2 separate regions of the Mus musculus genome follow, and region 2 is linked to region 1. Evidence: chromatin contacts called from public HiChIP or PLAC-seq data. All regions are on one chromosome and are shown on one strand. The core of a region is the stretch at or near the end of the contact, and the rest is flanking DNA. Distances in the headings are between cores, read along the strand shown.

What was found. HiChIP or PLAC-seq counts read pairs in DNA pulled down with a chosen protein or histone mark.
Region 2: a contact with region 1 is called in a BATF HiChIP or PLAC-seq map of CD8 T cells, with 11 read pairs. The contact joins two enhancer-like sites. A contact is called at or near these places in 2 of 15 datasets of contacts at CTCF or cohesin (CD8 T cells and large pre-B cells), 21 of 484 Hi-C or Micro-C datasets (CD4 T cells, CD8 T cells, CD8 central memory T cells and 14 more), 4 of 115 datasets of contacts at active chromatin or transcription factors (CD8 T cells, bone marrow-derived dendritic cells, embryonic stem cells and 1 more) and 3 of 9 other capture datasets (adipose tissue, embryonic stem cells and liver).

Annotation. Positions count from the first base shown.
Region 1 is chr14:27,197,351-27,200,050 of GRCm38.p6, reverse strand. It overlaps a transcript of Arhgef3 not described here. Among named protein-coding and RNA genes, the nearest start is that of Gm34848, 67 kb to the left of the region's middle. Within about 2 kb of position 1,375, at least 24 of the 459 cell types and tissues checked have an H3K27ac peak or open chromatin away from gene starts, as enhancers often do. A contact at or near this core is called in CD8 T cells and Th2 cells, where this site is marked.
Region 2 is chr14:27,315,882-27,318,581 of GRCm38.p6, reverse strand. It overlaps a transcript of Arhgef3 not described here. Among named protein-coding and RNA genes, the nearest start is that of Arhgef3, 19 kb to the left of the region's middle. Within about 2 kb of position 1,266, at least 37 of the 459 cell types and tissues checked have an H3K27ac peak or open chromatin away from gene starts, as enhancers often do. A contact at or near this core is called in CD8 T cells and Th2 cells, where this site is marked.

The sequences.
Region 1 (2,700 bases), core at 126-2,625:
ACCCTATGGACTAAGGCAATAACAGTGGTAGCTGAGGGGCCGGTTTTCAACATATGCATAACCAGGCAGTCCCATTCCAGGTACCTAAGAAATAAGATTTCTTTTTTCCTGGTCAGTTAGCCAGAATATATTAATTGTGTGTCATTTACCAAATATTTCTACCAAATACAGCCTGTCTGAATGCATAGGGCACTGCAAAGCTGTTCTCCTGGGCACCTCATCTTCCAGCTGGGAGAGAGCAGGGCCAGTGCTTGATCAGAGTTACTATAGTTATCCCCATGGCAACCTCACCTGGTTGCCCAAGCAGAGATGCTCCTCCCAGCCCCTCTGGGACACAGCTTGATTCGTGGACCCAGCCAGCCTTGCAAGTTCACTCTTCACCTGCCCCCAACTTGCTCACACTTTCATATGATTGTTACCCCCTGGTTCCCTGGATGTACCAGGACCAGGCTGTTGGGCAGATGGGGCTCATGGAAAGACCGGGTAGAGAAAAGAGATCTGCAGAGAGGGCAGCTGACATCCTCTCCCGTGCCCTAGCCTGACCCTACAAAAGGACAGCACCCTTGTCAGGAAGAAAGCACAGCACTGAATTCAGCAGAGGGACAGCTGAGCATGACAGGGAGATGTGGAGTTTGTCACTGGGGAACCCCAAATCTTGAAGAGTCGTGTGGATGCATTGTATCTCTGAATAGATTGTTTTTTAATCACATCTCCCTGAGTAGTCCAGATTGCCCTCAAATCCAATCTTCACACCTCAGCCTCTTCAGCAGCTGGGATTACGTGCATGTCCCCAGCTCAGAGAGTCATAGATTTTCCTAGTCAAAAATACCACTAAATAGAACACCTTTTAAGAGACTAGAGCCATGAATGGGTTTTCCAAAGCTGTCAAGGTCAAGGAAGAAACGGTAAAATTTGTCTTAAAAATTCTTAAAAAGCCAATTCCATAGTAGTGATTTCATAGGGTGAAGACTAACCAAGTCACGTATTCCCTGAATCATACTTCCTGTTACATATTCCTGGAATATGAAACTTTATGATTCATATACACTAATTTTATAATCATAAGATACTAGTTGGTTTCTTTTGTGTGTGGGGGGGGGGGGTGTTTTGGTTTTGGTTTTGGTTTGAGTTTTTTGAGACAGGGTTTCTCTGTGTAGTACTGGCTCTCTTGGAACGTGATCTATAGATCAGGCTGAAACTGACAGAAATTCTCCTGCCTCTGCCTCAGGAGTGATGGAATTAAAGGCATGAGCCAGCACTGCCCTGCTTGTTTTTTTTTAAACACTGATATGCCCTGGTCATGTGTAGGTGGAAGAAGAAACCCTACCCACTAAACAGTAACAAACACTGCCCACCTTCCCTAGTAAAACAGAAACCTAAAGAAGCGAGTACCTCTGCTTTCATAGAGCAGTTTTTAAAGGTAACAATGAGTGTGGGCAGACAAGAGATGTTGGTACTGGACCTCGGAGTTTTATAAACCAGTGGTTCTCAACCTTCCTGCTGCAGCACGACCCCAAAGTATGGTTGTGGTGACCCTGGGCCATAAAATCATTTTTGTTGCTACTTCATAACTGTAATCTTGCTACTCTTATGAATCATAATGTAAATATCTGTGTTTTTCAATGGTCTTAGGTGACTCCTGTGAAAGGGTCATTTGACCCCCAAGTGGTTCACAACTCATAGTTTAAGAACCTCTGCCATAGACTATCAGAACATTCCCACGTGCCATCTGGTAGCAATTTAAGGAACACGTTCCAAGAGGATGGAAATAACCCAGAAGCTCAACCATAACAATAATTTCTGTAACTCAATGATCTTAAACATATATACAGCCCCTCAGATGGCTCCTCCCACATGACTCTAGAAGGAGAAGCCAGATAACTAGCCAGCAATAGGGACTCATTGCTACGGTTCACCCTGGTGAATAAGGAGGAAAGTAGCAAGAAGACTCCAACCCCAGTGTGGACATGTGGATCCATCCTGACCTGGCAGCTTCACTATACATGGGCTCTCACCCAGACACAGAGTTGAGCAAGTGGAGACTTAGGTGTGAGACAGCTGGGCCTCAAGAGGCTGGGACAGACTCTCAGGCTATTCTTCTCAGGTGACAGATTATTGCCTACCTCAGAGGCCATGCACAGACTCCATAATGGGGCCTGCTGGACCCTGTCCATAGGGTGCCCACACTAAGGGTGAGACTGTCTCTTCAAAGATGTCTTTCCCTAGGAGCTGTACCTTCCCAGAGTTCTCAGTCCCATCCCCACTGCCAGGAATAGGGAAGAGAAAAGGCGCAGAAACAAGAGTGGAATTGTGCTCTCAGATAAACACCTCGCTAACATTGAAGTAAAACAGTCACCTTCCAAAGGCTATGTGTGGTGCCCGTCACCCTAAAACGCATGAGGATGGGAACCCACTCGTGTGCACAGGTACTCCAGTTCCTCATCTACCCCACAGGGAGGATAATGGCACCAACTTCAGAGGGGTTAGTTGGTGAGTGGACTAAGTAACTCCATCTGCAGAATATGAAGGACATATAAAGATAGTTATTGTGACGATTAACCCACATACCATTGGCCTATTACCGATGGCTGCACAGAGGTGACAAGGACCTGAAATTTGCTCTTCTATTTAAGCCTGACAACACCATCTAAGTAGACATGGAGATACTGAGGGGTGATGGGATAAAGGACCTGGCAGATC
Region 2 (2,700 bases), core at 17-2,516, 120 kb before region 1:
TCAGATCAGCTGTGCCCAAGGACGTGGTGCCCTTGTTTGAATCCTAACAAAGCTCACTGCCACCACTTAACTAATCATATTCTGCCAGGTGGCATCTCTCAAAGTCATTTGTCACCCTGGTTCTGTAGGAGGCAAGAGAGGTGTTTTCAGTTTTGAATGAGCAGTTTACTGAGTTCATAGCAAGCAAAAAGTAGACGATTACATAGTGAGTATAAGGTAGCAAGGAGCAGCAGATAGACGCCCACAAGGTGATGCTCATGCAGTCTGGTGCTCAAAGTGCACAACTTTAGAAACAGACTGGGGACACCGCCCCTGGGGAAGACAGCTAGCGTCCCAGCTAGAGGGTCTTCTCCATGGATGAGCTTCCAGCTTCTCACCCCCACCGCAGGCCTTTTTATTATGAGATAAGCAATAGTAACCCCCACTGGACGTGGGTTGCCTTCTAGCTGTTGTCAAGGACACAACAACTTCTTGCTCTTAGCTGCCTGTTCTCCTTGTTACAATTAGGGGGCCAGCATACTTCAGCATACTTCAGGAAAGGAGAATTTGTTTTGGTCATGGGGTGGGGGGTTTCCTCCCAAAGTCTACTCTCACCAAGCTTAACCAACACACAATGGTGTATCACTATAATGATTGTGACGATCCTGCAGCCATGCAACCTTTCAGGTCGTTTCTCCACTTGAATCTGTAGAAAGTGCTCTCAGGGAAGTAGCCCACCAAAGGGACTTCTGCATCAAGGACTGATTGTAGTCGGATCACTTGTAGACCAACACCATTCTTTAACCCTGCATTTAACAGACAATAACTATCCTGCCAGGAACAGCAGTCATGTTGGAATCTAAGACTCCTTGAGGGTCTACTAAGAAGAAGGACCGCCCCTCCAAACACTTCATGCTAAAATGAGGAAATAATTACCATTTTAAAAGAAAGGGGGCCTGAAGAAAAGTGTTCAGTCTGTCTATGAGAAAACCCCAAGCCCAACACAGAACCCATTCTATAAGACAACCCAGAAAACCCGTGGTGAGCAAGGATGGAAAAGATTTCAGGACAGCAACATAAAGAAATGGCTGGGCTCTGGTGGGACCCAACCTCTCAGATTCGTTCCTTCATACTGCTTAATAGGAAGCACTACGTCAACTGTGGGGACAGTGTGTGAAGTCATATGAAGGAGGACTTTCCTCTTGGTCCGTATGATCAGGCAGGGCAGCTTGTGTGAGGATATAAAAGGCCCTCGTGAGGTTGGGGTGTATACCACGTGGCCCAGTGAAGGAAGTGGCATGCCACAAGGGTTTACTCTGAAATTCCTCAAAGCAAAGTGTGGGAGGAGGCCCGTGATTATGGCAGCTGGTTGGTGGACGAGTAGGCTGCTAATTACACTATTCTCACTACTATTCTAACGTGAGCAGATCACAGGGTCATATTTAATGCACTAAATTACCCAACTTAGAAAACGACAACTTCTGGCCAGACCTGGTGAGGCTACTTTGAAGGCAGTACACTTACAATCGTGAAAAACAGCCAGTGGGAACTGCTATGACATCAAGAGGCATCAATCTACTTCAATTTAAGTACACAAATATCTTGACCCTGAGTTACAGTTGTGAATTTATCACAAAAACTAGTCCAAAGGATGAAAAGATTATCATAGAGATAAATTCAAAATAACAGACTGGCTTTAAGTACAGGACATACACTATACTTCAAGAACTGTATCAAATGTTTCTATCCATTATTTTCCTCTAAATAACACTTTGAGGAAAGTATTATTGTTCCCAAGGCAGGGATGAAGAAAGCAAGTCTCCAAGATTGTACATCTAGGAAGATGCAGAACAGGAAATCCAGGTTGGGATGGCTTCAGACTCCTGTGACAATGGCCCTGAAATCCCACTGGAAGGTGATGGGGCCATTTACTTAAATGACAGGACATCCACTGGGTGAATTCTGTGAGACCATTCACAAGGGCACTTATGACACCAAGTGATATGGGGAAATGCAAAGGTTTAATATAAACCAAAAATGGAGAGTGTGCCCAAGAACACACATGAATATATAAGACTTTACAGGGGAGAAATAGAGGGATTGCTGCATGTGAGAAGAAACATCTTCCAACTATAGATGTGTGGGTGTGTTGTTTTATAATTCAAAATGCAAAGGGAGCTAGGTGTGGTGGCCCATGCTGGTAAGCAGGAGGTTGAATTCAAGCCAGGCTGGAATCCACAGTAAGACACTGAAACAACAAAAATACTAACAAAGCAGGAAGGATGGTAACTGGGAGGAAGCAGCCATTTTGGTAGCGATGTCTTCGTGAACCCTGTAAACCACTCATTTCTCCAGTTCCTCACCTTCCTCGACCTCCTCCTTCATCCCTCCTTTTTCTCCTCCCTCCTCCTCCCTCTCATCTTCTTTGTCTTTGGAATCTGCTAAAACCAAATGAAGAAATATCGCCCTTCTCCTCCCCCAAATATCTTTCCAATGGCCTGTGCTAGGAATCTACCAACTTTGCTCAGGAACTTGGAGTTATCCCATAGTGTAATGTTACAGCATGTGATGGTGTCTCATTCCACGAGGGGGGAGAAAAAGAGGAGAGCTCCAAGCACCCATGGTGGTTGGCTCCATGACTGAGACCGAGTACTGTGAAGCTTCCTCCTGGGTCACCTGTGGCTGGCATGGCTGGGGTCCAGTCTAGTGTACCCTATTTTT